2 separate regions of the Gossypium arboreum genome follow, and region 1 is linked to region 2. Evidence: chromatin contacts called from public Hi-C data. All regions are on one chromosome and are shown on one strand. Each heading gives the region's core, a stretch centred on a gene start, on an enhancer-like site or on the middle of the called end of the contact. The rest is flanking DNA. Distances are from core to core; before and after follow the strand shown. Region 1 holds the start of LOC108464350 (embryogenesis-associated protein EMB8-like). Region 2 holds the start of LOC108464042 (protein translation factor SUI1 homolog).

Evidence for each region. Hi-C and Micro-C count contacts between places; a contact is called where the count stands out from the background.
Region 1: a Hi-C map of leaf shows a contact between it and region 2, with 2.5 times the contacts expected there. The contact joins the promoter of LOC108464350 here to the promoter of LOC108464042 in region 2. A contact is called at or near these places in 2 of 5 Hi-C or Micro-C datasets (both in leaf).

What each region holds. Positions count from the first base shown.
Region 1 is chr13:111,107,384-111,112,879 of ASM2569848v2, reverse strand. LOC108464350 (embryogenesis-associated protein EMB8-like) reads right to left here and starts at 1,397. Exons shown (of 9, transcript XR_001868276.2): 1 at 829-1,397; 2 at 557-685; 3 at 344-475; 4 at 89-231.
Region 2 is chr13:110,968,433-110,973,817 of ASM2569848v2, reverse strand. It overlaps LOC108464042 (protein translation factor SUI1 homolog), which reads right to left and starts at 3,721. Exons shown (of 2, transcript XM_017764113.2): 1 at 3,562-3,721; 2 at 2,758-3,287. The coding sequence starts at 3,222. The coding sequence ends at 2,884. It overlaps LOC108464041 (calcium-dependent protein kinase 33), which reads left to right. Exons shown (of 9, transcript XM_053023939.1): 3 at 284-427; 4 at 545-697; 5 at 862-977; 6 at 1,218-1,385; 7 at 1,644-1,771; 8 at 2,043-2,142; 9 at 2,220-3,080. The coding sequence ends at 2,291.

The DNA of each region.
Region 1 (5,496 bases), core at 148-2,647, 140 kb before region 2:
AGAATCACTTCATGTTATATGGACTCAAAAAAGGATATCTTCAAATTTTAATGCAATTAACAGTAAGAGAAAATTCATGTATAATTACTTTTCAAAAGTTCTAGAAAGACCTCCCCTAAGTGCTCTGTCATAAATATTGTTGAAGCCCTTTCGGAGATTTTCATCTGCAATCACTAAGTTGAAAGGATTGCAGAGTGATACAGCACCAGAGAGAGAGCACCTATGGTGCTCCTGCATGCCAAAAATTTAAAAACTTATACATGAGGCGGGTTATGTTATTCAGACTTTTCATTTTGTGTCCGATATATGTTCGGACCTTATAAAAAACCCCTATTTCGCTTACCCTTCCCAAGTAATTGACAAGGATATTGCCTCCAAGAGACCAACCAACAGCATAAATACTTGCTATGGGGTACCTAGATGAAACATGATCTACTACATGACAAGTATCTGCTGTGAATGAAGCTGTTTGGAGCTGCAAATCAAGGATAAAATGACTATAAGTCCGCGACCGTAATTTAAATCTGTAAGAAAGAAATTTATAGTAGTATAGTACCTGAGGAGTAGTAACAGGACTATTTGCACAGCCCCTGCTATTGAATACTACAACCCTCCAGCCTTTGCTCTTAGCTTTCACCAGCATATGCTTCACATATGAATCTTGACTCCCTCCAGTTAGCCCTGGCTGCAACATTCAATTTCAACAATCATTCAACTTTTCCCACCAACCAAACAAAAGGGTAGAAAATCAAACCCCTGAAATTGAATACTTTTCCCTCCTTTCATCCAATTAAACAAAAGGGTATTTAAAACAGATAATACACAAACCAGTAAAATGAGGATCGGAGAGTCGGAAGGCAAGCTGCGGTGGTCACCATAGACCCAATCCAAGGCTATGGTGCCATTGTCTTGGGTCCGGAGGCACTCACGGCGGTACTTAACTTCGGGGACAGTACGGAAGAAGGCAGCGAATATGGTCTCAAGATGGCGGTTCCAACCAATGATGGGGAAAGGCTTGTAATGAAGGTGAAGGGTGTTGAAAGCAGGGAGAAAGCGATCAGCTCCTCCACCAGTGATTTCGAGTGAAGGGTGGTGGTGGTCTGGCATCCCGGTAGTTGTAGTGACGGCTGCAGCACTGACACGGACGGGGGTTAGTGGTGGACGTTGGTGGCGTAGACGGGTGACTGATGGTGGTTTGGAGGTGACAGACAAGGGAGAAGTCGCCATATTGGAGTTAGCCTAGATTTTTCCCTGGACTTATGCATATACTAGATTTTAAAGTTGTGTGGCTGACAGGACGTGAACATAGATTTCGTATGATCTTTAGCAAAAGAAAAGACAGATTTTGTCTGAGATCATTACATTATTAGTCATGAAGAAAATTTTGACAACGTGATTGAGCTTGGGACCATTTTGTCACGTTTTTATTGCATGTACCCCATGGAAATGACACAACAGAGAGGGTCTCACTAACCCTGTTGTTGAATTCCAAAGTTGGTTTAAAATATAAGCATTCAACGTCCGAGCTGGTTTTTAGATTTTTAATATTTTATAAAATTTATAACATATACAAATAAATTTAATATATAGTAATATATAATAGTAACATTATGTTTATATATAAAATTTTAATAAATAAAGAAAACATTAAAATATTATATTAAAAATAATATTTGAGAATTTAAAATAGAATTGGACTAATTATTTACAAATATGAATAGATTCGAGCAAAAATTTAAGTTCATATTTTTAGGTCTAGCTAGGCTTAAATTACTATAAAAATGTATTAATATAATGTTTAAGACCAATCCAACCCTTAATACCTCTAGATTGTCGTTTTTTTAAAGCTAGTTTACTATCTTGTGTGATGCACGAGTTGCTCGTTAGTTTTATAAAATTGTTATTATTTAATATTGGTTTATTAATTAAAATTGTTCATGAAACAATATTTGAGGAGATATAAATATTTAAAAAAAAACTTAAGTTTAAAATATAATATAATGTTAAACCGAAAATATTAAAATATATGCAAACAAATTTAATAGCATATTTCAAAAATATAATCAATAATCTTTGTTCCTTCAATATCGCAGTGTCTGGCGTAAAAGTAAATTTTAAAATTATTGTTACAATGCTAATATAAAGAAGAATTCAACAAATTAATTATTTTTATCATTTTATATATTTTGTAATTCAATATTTTATATAATTTATATAATTATATGTTATTTTTGTCTATGTACTTTTAAAGAATATAAAATTTAACTTTTTATATTTAAAAATAATTTTTTTTCAATTTAAATATTTTAATTAAATTATTAACATTCTTTTTTAAATTTATCACCTATATTTTTGCTCAATCTTGTGTAGCATCATATTAGCCAATAAGTCGTTTGTTCTTTGTATTCTTCATAAAAAAATCGTGTCTTAATAAATCAAAATACTAAAATGTTAATAATTGTGTATCAACTAAAAATTTCAAATAAAAAATTTAGAAGGATTTAACTTTTGAAGTGTTAAATATAATAACTAAACATCAATTTTTGACGAAATGTATAATCATGTTTGTCACGCCCCAAAATATATACGGTTAATAATTAAAATTAAATAAGAAATGAGTCTTAGGCTTGATTGTTAAGTACTAGTTCCCCTTCCCAGAGGTCTTAGGTTGAGTTCCTCCTTTGCCATTTCATTTCTTTTAATTTTGGCTAAACTTTGAGATATTTACCATTGCCACCCCTAGGGTTTATAAGCCCTAGGTATTTAACCCATTTTTTCCTAATTAGATTCTACATCTTGCCCCTTTTCAAATCTTAATAGAATTTTTCCTCCATCTTCTTTTCTTTTCTTTTCTCTCATAATTTTTACCTTTGAACTATCGATTATTTTTCTTCCCTGTATTAAATGACCTCGATTCATTCAATTTCTAACGATGATTAGAATTTTCGTCGTTATCATCTGTTACCTTTGCCAAGGTCAGTAAGTGCATTTGTTTTGATAATTAGATTTCGTATTTTTGTTGTACAAAAATCCAACGTAATTTTTTTTCATTTGATTAATCAATTCTTTTTCGAATCTTGCCAATATTTGATAATCTTGCCCAAGTTTTGATACCAATAATTAATTTTGTGTATTTACTGTTGAAGAACCGAATCTAGGTGAATCAAATCAAAATTGATTGTAAGGAACACCAGTCGAACTTGCGGTGAAAAGTGTGTGTCTTTTCCAAGTGAATTAGTGGTGATTGTGTATAAGTTTAGGGCCACACGATCTCCCCCACAGGTGTGTGGACCACACGACCATGTGCCTCTCTAAATTGTAGGGTAGTTCGTCTTCCATATGACCTCAGCCTATTACACGGCCTGCCACACAACCGTGTCCTTCCTGTAGGTTAATTCATCATTTTCTACACGACCTCAGGCTATTACATGGCATGGCCACACGGTCGTATAACCCTTCTACACGGCTTGGCCACACGGATGTATGATCATTGTTTTACAATTTTATCCAAAGATTTATGAATTGTTCAGTTTAGTCCTTATATAGTCCCTGAATTGTTTTTAGAGTTTTTATTTACTCAATTAAGTCTCTAATATTATGTATATTTTGGAATTTGTGATTTAATTACTGAATTGTTATCGTTATATTGTATGATATGTGAATGTTACATGACTACTGTCATTGTAACTCTTATAAACTGTTACTACAATTACTGTTTTTGCCCTACTGAATATATGTTAAGCATGTCTATTGTTTCTGCATTGTTTTGTTACAAGCATGTCATATTGCATTGCATGGGGGTGGGACGATATGAATGGAGGAAGTAGTGGTAGTTTAATAATTTTCAAACACTGGTGGTTCATCCACAACTTACTGGTAGTTTATCTGCAAACTTTTTATATGAAAATATTGATGGTTTACCCATAAATTTTTTACTAATAGTTTATCTGCAAATTAGTGGTGGTTTATCCACAATGCGGTGTGTAGGGATGGATGAGTTTTGGGAACTCTTATTGCGGTGTGTAGAGGAGTTAGATAGGATCTCTTCTGATAAACTAAAATTACATTGCCATTCATAAGCATGTACATGCAAAACGGTGAATTCTGGAATATTATATTGATATGTTGATCTGAAAAATTGATACCCTGAATTGCTATACGATTGTGATTATTCTAAGAATTGTTATTTTATGTTTTGTCTACTGTTTTGCACCAATTTTCTTGTGATTAGACTCACACTGAGCTCTCTAAACTCACCTTCCTTAATTTCCATCTTTACAAATAACCTACAAGGTTATGATGTGGACTCGACATTTGGAAGGCTTGTCTCGGAATATATTTTATAAAAGCGTTTTAGATGTATTATTTATAATTTCTGTTATTTGATAATTGTACTGTTTATTTGAACTGTGACATGGGACTTAAATTTTGAGTTAATTTTGGCATGTATGACATTTATGTTGATTAGGTTGTTGAAATATGGATTTTGATTTAATTATGCATAAACTTTTGGTTTTAATTAAAACTATATCGAAGATCATTTTTCCATTGTGATATTATGTAAAAGAGATTTTTGAAAAAAAAATTGGAAAATAACTTTTACAAAGTAAACATTAAGATCAACTTGTTTTTGGAATAATATTATATCTTTAGAAACACACTAAGTTTTTCTTCTAAGGTAAATAAATGTTTTAGAAAGATTGTTTTAAAAACTCCGATAGTTTTACTAGGTCATTCTGGTGGCCAATTTAATCTTCCAAATCTGATCATAACTTTTAGGACGGGTTGGGGAGGTTACATTTGTAACGCCCTTAACCCGACTCGAATTATCGAGTCTGGATCTCAGATGTTACCACATATAAACATATAGCTAAAATTTAAACTATTGGTATACAAGTACTCATAAACATACTTATTATTTTTTTTTATGGTTTTTAAAATACAATTGTATATTATATAGTTACATCAAAATTCAAAAACAACACCTAACATTTTTAAAATGGACTCCAAATGGTTTGTTTAAGTATACACTATACACCATGGTGTCCTCTGTATGCATAATACCGCGACTAAAACTGCCATTTTGGCGCGCTCCTGGACTGGTCCTTCAGTGAACTCATTCGTACATCAACACCTGAAACATGAACAAACACTTGTAAGTTCATACAAATTTAGTGAGTTTTTTACACAAAATACCTTGGAGCTTTTCTGGTTGTATTCCTCATCTTAAAGAATTTTGGATTACACTTTAGTGTTTGGCTAATACTTTATACTATTGGATATATTCTTATACTCCAGCTTTAATTCTAAACGTATCAATTCTCACTTCACGTCTGGCTGATCCCTAAATCTTATCAGGTGATATTTATACCTTCTTCTTCAAACAAATGTTGAATATCTTTCTTTATGTTGGATAATTCCATATATCAATCTCTAGAGGATAACTTAAATAACTGATCTTACATTTGAAAGGTACCAAATAACTCAAATTTTGTC
Region 2 (5,385 bases), core at 2,472-4,971:
AAACTGAATTGGAAGAATAAGTTTCATTTACTTGATGGTGGAATTTGACCTCAATAACCATGTGAAGGTTGCACAACATTTATCTTTTATTGAGTATAAACTTGCATGTAAAAACACAATTACAATAGGATGCCTGTATTCACATGCTTATTCACAGTAACATGTATTATGCTTGAAGGTGAACTCTATGTAGAATGAGGGGAAAGAAAAGAATTTCATGTTCTATCATGCTGTGATATAACTACTATCCTTCTTTCCTGATTGTTTTTGACGCGTTTGGCAGGTAAGGTTTATCAGGACATAGTTGGGAGTGCTTTCTATGTTGCTCCTGAGGTTTTACTGCGTAAATATGGGAAGGAGATCGATATTTGGAGTGCAGGAGTTATACTGTATATCTTACTCAGTGGTGTGCCTCCATTTTGGGCAGGTAAAACTTAAGGTTACTCGTGGGAATCCTAAGCTGTCATTTTATAAACTGCCTTTGAATTTCAAAACTGCTATTTCATTGTTGGTAAATAATTTTGATGAATGTTTTTCCTTGCAGAAACTGAGAAGGGAATATTTGATGCTATTTTGGAAGGAGAAATTGACTTTGAAAGTCAGCCATGGCCATCTATTTCGGACAGTGCCAAGGACCTAGTCTGCAGGATGTTAACACAGGACCCGAAAAAGCGGATTACTTCTACTCAAGTCCTAGGTAGTTATTTTCAGCAGCCTTTATTTTTTTGTTGGGCATTTATTGAAGTAGTTAATCTCGGTTACAACAGTGCAAAATTACACCATATATGCACGTCAAACTTATGAGTTAATATAGTTCATCTCAAGCTCAAGTCAGAGATTGAAATTCTGTGGTTTATGCAGAGCATCCGTGGATAAGAGAAGGTGGAAATGCATCGGACAAGCCACTAGACAGTGCGGTCCTTTCTAGAATGAAGCAATTCAGAAGAATGAACAAACTTAAGCAACTTGCCTTAAAGGTAAGTTTATATTGATTTATACGGTATCATTTCTTTCTTTTGGAACTTGGTAGGAAAATTGAGAGAGAGAGAGAGAGAGAGAGGCATGTGAATCATTAGTCGAGATATGAGCTGTTTTGATATATGAGAGCAAATTAGCAAGGCATTTTTGCAATCCCCTGTTATTCTAATGCTAATGTGTGACCTGACTCGAACAACCTAATTTAGTTGCTATCTGATAACAAGCCCGGTGGATTATAGGTCATTGCAGAAAATCTTTCCACAGAAGAAATCCAAGGCCTGAAGCAGATGTTTGCAAACATCGATACTGACAACAGTGGCACAATCACGTATGATGAACTTAAGACTGGATTAGCTCGACTGGGATCTAAGCTCACAGAGACTGAAGTTCAGCAGCTGATGGAAGCTGTAAGTTATCATTTAAATCTATAACATCTGGATCCTTGTTTTAATCTATATCATACACAAACTATGTTTTACTTGGACTACGTGTGACTGTTGGATAGGGGAATATTAAATATTTTGTACATTTTCCCCTGTATTTGAAGGATCCTTGAAGGGTCATCTCTTCATATGTATGCCCTGATATACGTTAGGCAAGGGTATTTCAAGAAAAATGAAGAGCTCTAACAATATAGACCTACTAACCTCGGTTTTATTTTGCAGGCTGATGTGGATGGAAATGGTACCATTGACTATATCGAATTTATCACAGCTACAATGCACAGACATAGGCTTGAAAGAGATGAAGATTTGTATAAAGCTTTTCAACATTTTGATAAGGACAATAGTGGGTGAGATATCCGTACTCTGTATAAAATTCATCATCTGACTTCTATTTTTTCATGGACATGACATAGGGATGAGGATGTGACCCTCCAAATGCTTCTAAACACGTGAAAGAACTTCAAAGAATGTTGAACACGTATTGATATCCAACACACATACCCAAGCCTGAGTGACATAGGATTCGATTGCTCTGAATCAGTTGTAGTTGGGGCACACTACATCAATTACATGGGAGATATGGATATGTCAATAACTTGTTTGTGAAACGTTTTGCAGGCATATCACAAGAGATGAACTCGAAGCTGCCATGAAAGAATATGGAATGGGTGACGATGACACAATCAAGGAAATCATATCTGAAGTCGACACCGATAATGTAAACTCCATTTCTATCACTCAAAAGTTTATTTCAATTTTCAGCACGGTTCATCGATTCTCATTCCTTCTTTACAGGATGGTAAAATCAACTACGAGGAGTTCCGTGATATGATGAGAAGTGGAACCCAGCATGGGCAGCTATTTTAGATTTTCAAGACTAGAATTGCAGCAAAAAACAACAGTTGGCTTTTAAGAGATTTGGAGATTTCCACCACATAAGTGTGGTTTTTTCTTTTTTTTTTTTTTTTGAGGGGGGGGGAGGGGGGTTCTTTTTTCTTCATTTTGAGTGTAATATATTGCATATAGATATTCAATCGGATTTTGAGAGGGGAGATTGTTTTGCTTATATATATTTTTCCTTGTTTCTTCAGTTCGGGTTTTCGCCAGAGCGTTGAACTAAAAACCTCATAGGATACCTGGCAGTTCACATACAGTACACTTGTTTTAAACTAAAAACCTCATAGGATACCTGGTAGTTCACATACAGTACACTTGTTTTATATGCATACTATTAAACTCCGACTATCTTTCTCTACTGTCCATATTCAACATATCTCCGGTTATGGAAATTTAGATATGAAAAGAAAATAAGGATATTTGTGTAAGGCAAAGATTGAAAGCAAATAAATGACCATTATTTATTATAAATGAAACTGAAACTCCAACATCATATTCCATTAGGGTTCTTCCCACACACCAGAGGTATTAAAATCAAAAGACATGACATCCCTAAAACCACTCAAAAACCATGAATCTTGATTTGCTCTTTCTTCACTATTCCAGCATTAACAAGGAAGTGTGCTACTTTCTTCCGCTGATCACCTTGTAATTGAATGATTTTGCCCAGCTCTTTGTCGTGCACAACATTCCCGTTACAGCAGAACTCCTTTTTAAGAGACTTAAGGATCTTATCGGAACTCAGTTCTTGTTTCAGACCTTCAACAGTTGTCAAGCTTTTCCTGCCATTCCTCTGTTGGATTCGGATATGAACATAGTCTTTGGTTCCTGTTCTTCCGAATTCCTCGGCCTCCGCAAAAGGATCAAAAGTAGTTGGGATTTGAATGCCTAACTCAACCATGTACTTCGTTAAATAAGAACTTTGATCGATCTGGACTTGCTTGTCTTGTTCCTCGAGCGAGTGGTCTGCATCAAAGTACCTTAAATTGTTAGAACATCAGCAAGTATTATACAACTTGTTAAGAACCAACCAACTTAGATACAAACACAGATCTAAACAACGGCATAAAGTGGTTCATCTTGCAAAAGAGAATAACACCAAGTTTTGCAATGAACAAAGCAAAGACAAAAACATCCAGAAGAAACCATTAATCCAATCCTTAGATAACAAGACAAGACATGCTAAAAGAATTCCCAGAGACAAAAACAAGAAAAAAGAGTATTGGATTAGAAACCGAACCTTGAGAGAGAACTAGGAGAGTTGTTGGAATTGATAGGATGAGGAAAGAAGAGAAAGGAAGATGGTATTTATATAGGAAGGTGAAAGACGGTTAAAGCCCGCGGCGTACAGTGGTTAAGGATATGTACGTAGAGATTGATTGGTGAACCGTAGATTTCCAGATTTAGATTAATGAAAGCGTAATGTATTGGAGAAATAAATAACCCCAGCCTGGAATCTAATGGAAGCTGATCCATCATTTGAGAAGACTGTGGAAAACCAAAGAAAAAATTTATGGTCTTAATTTAAATATAATGGGATTTTTTTCAGGAAAAAAGAAAAACTAAAAAGAGGAGAAAAAGATTGTAGATAAAGAACAAGAGAAGATAGAGATAAAGAAAAATTAAAAAAGTTCGGGTGTATAATGCACCATTTTAGAGAGAGGAAAAAGAAGAAAGTAAAAATATTTTTTATTATATTTTAATACATTTCTTTATATATTTATATTATTATTTAAATAATTAATATCACGAGTTAATCAAACATTAATCTAATTAGTGTAATTACAAATATATATTATTTAAAATAAGTTATGTTAAAAATATATTTATGGTGAAATTTAAATTTATGCCAATTCTATTAAAACGTTAATCTAATTAGTGTAATTACAAATATATATTATTTAAAATAAGTTATGTTAAAATATATTTATGGTGAAATTTAAATTTATGCCAATTCTATTAGTAAGACCTTAAATTTATTATTTAACCAACGCTTCATTTTAATATTTTTATAGATTTTAATTTTATTACTTACACTTTCTTATTTGTATATTTTAATAAAGTTATTGATTGAGTTGGACACACATACATATGTGGTAAAATTTTTAATTTATTTAATATTTTCCTATACGTACATAACACTTGTCAACCCTGTAATAAACTCCACTGACAGTATACTTTTCGATCACAAAAATATCTTCTAAAGTTTCTCCATATCTCTTATTTGATTTACAATAGCCGACACCATTGAATAATATCTAAAATTAACTTGAATCCTTTCATTCACAAAGTTTCAAATTCACCTCATAATACTTGGAGTCAAACCTTCTTCACTTTGTAAACATTTTGGAGAGAACTTTGCAAAATCTCCCAAGCTTCTTTTGTAGTGGTAGCATTAGCAACTTTTTACCAACACCGATTCATCCAAATATTGATAGATAAGAGTGAGGACTTGTTAATCCTTCTTCCTTGTTTTTGCCAAAGCATCCTTTTCATGTTGCGATAGTGATGCCTTATTTTAGGAAGCTTCATAACGGTTTTGTATTATCTCTTAAACACCTTGTGAGCCAAGTAGAACTTTTATACATATACATCAAATTTCATAGTTGTCTTTTGTAAGACAAGGAAGTCATCTCTTCTCACTAAGATTTTGGTAAAGGAAGAGAGAAACAATTTTAGGGAGAGGAATTTTGAAACTCACTTTTACTATGAATTCCTTTTTTTAGTTTGGCTTTTTGGATGTAGATGATGATATCTATACAGATAGATTCGTATAATTCTTATATATATTGTACAATGAAGTACCATATGAGTGAATATATAGGAATCTAAATCTGTCGAACCACTTATGTTATGATCTTCTACATCTTAAGTCTTCCAGTTCCGTCACCTGGCTTATGTTCTTTATGTAGCATTCTGGCCGAATGACTTTATGAAATTATGTCGATACTTCCACATATTATGGGTAATGTAGGAGACATTTCTATTTTTCTCCCAAAAAATCTTTAGAATTACCATTGTTTAGTTTTCAATTTGCCCTTTTAATTACAACACACTCCACCTA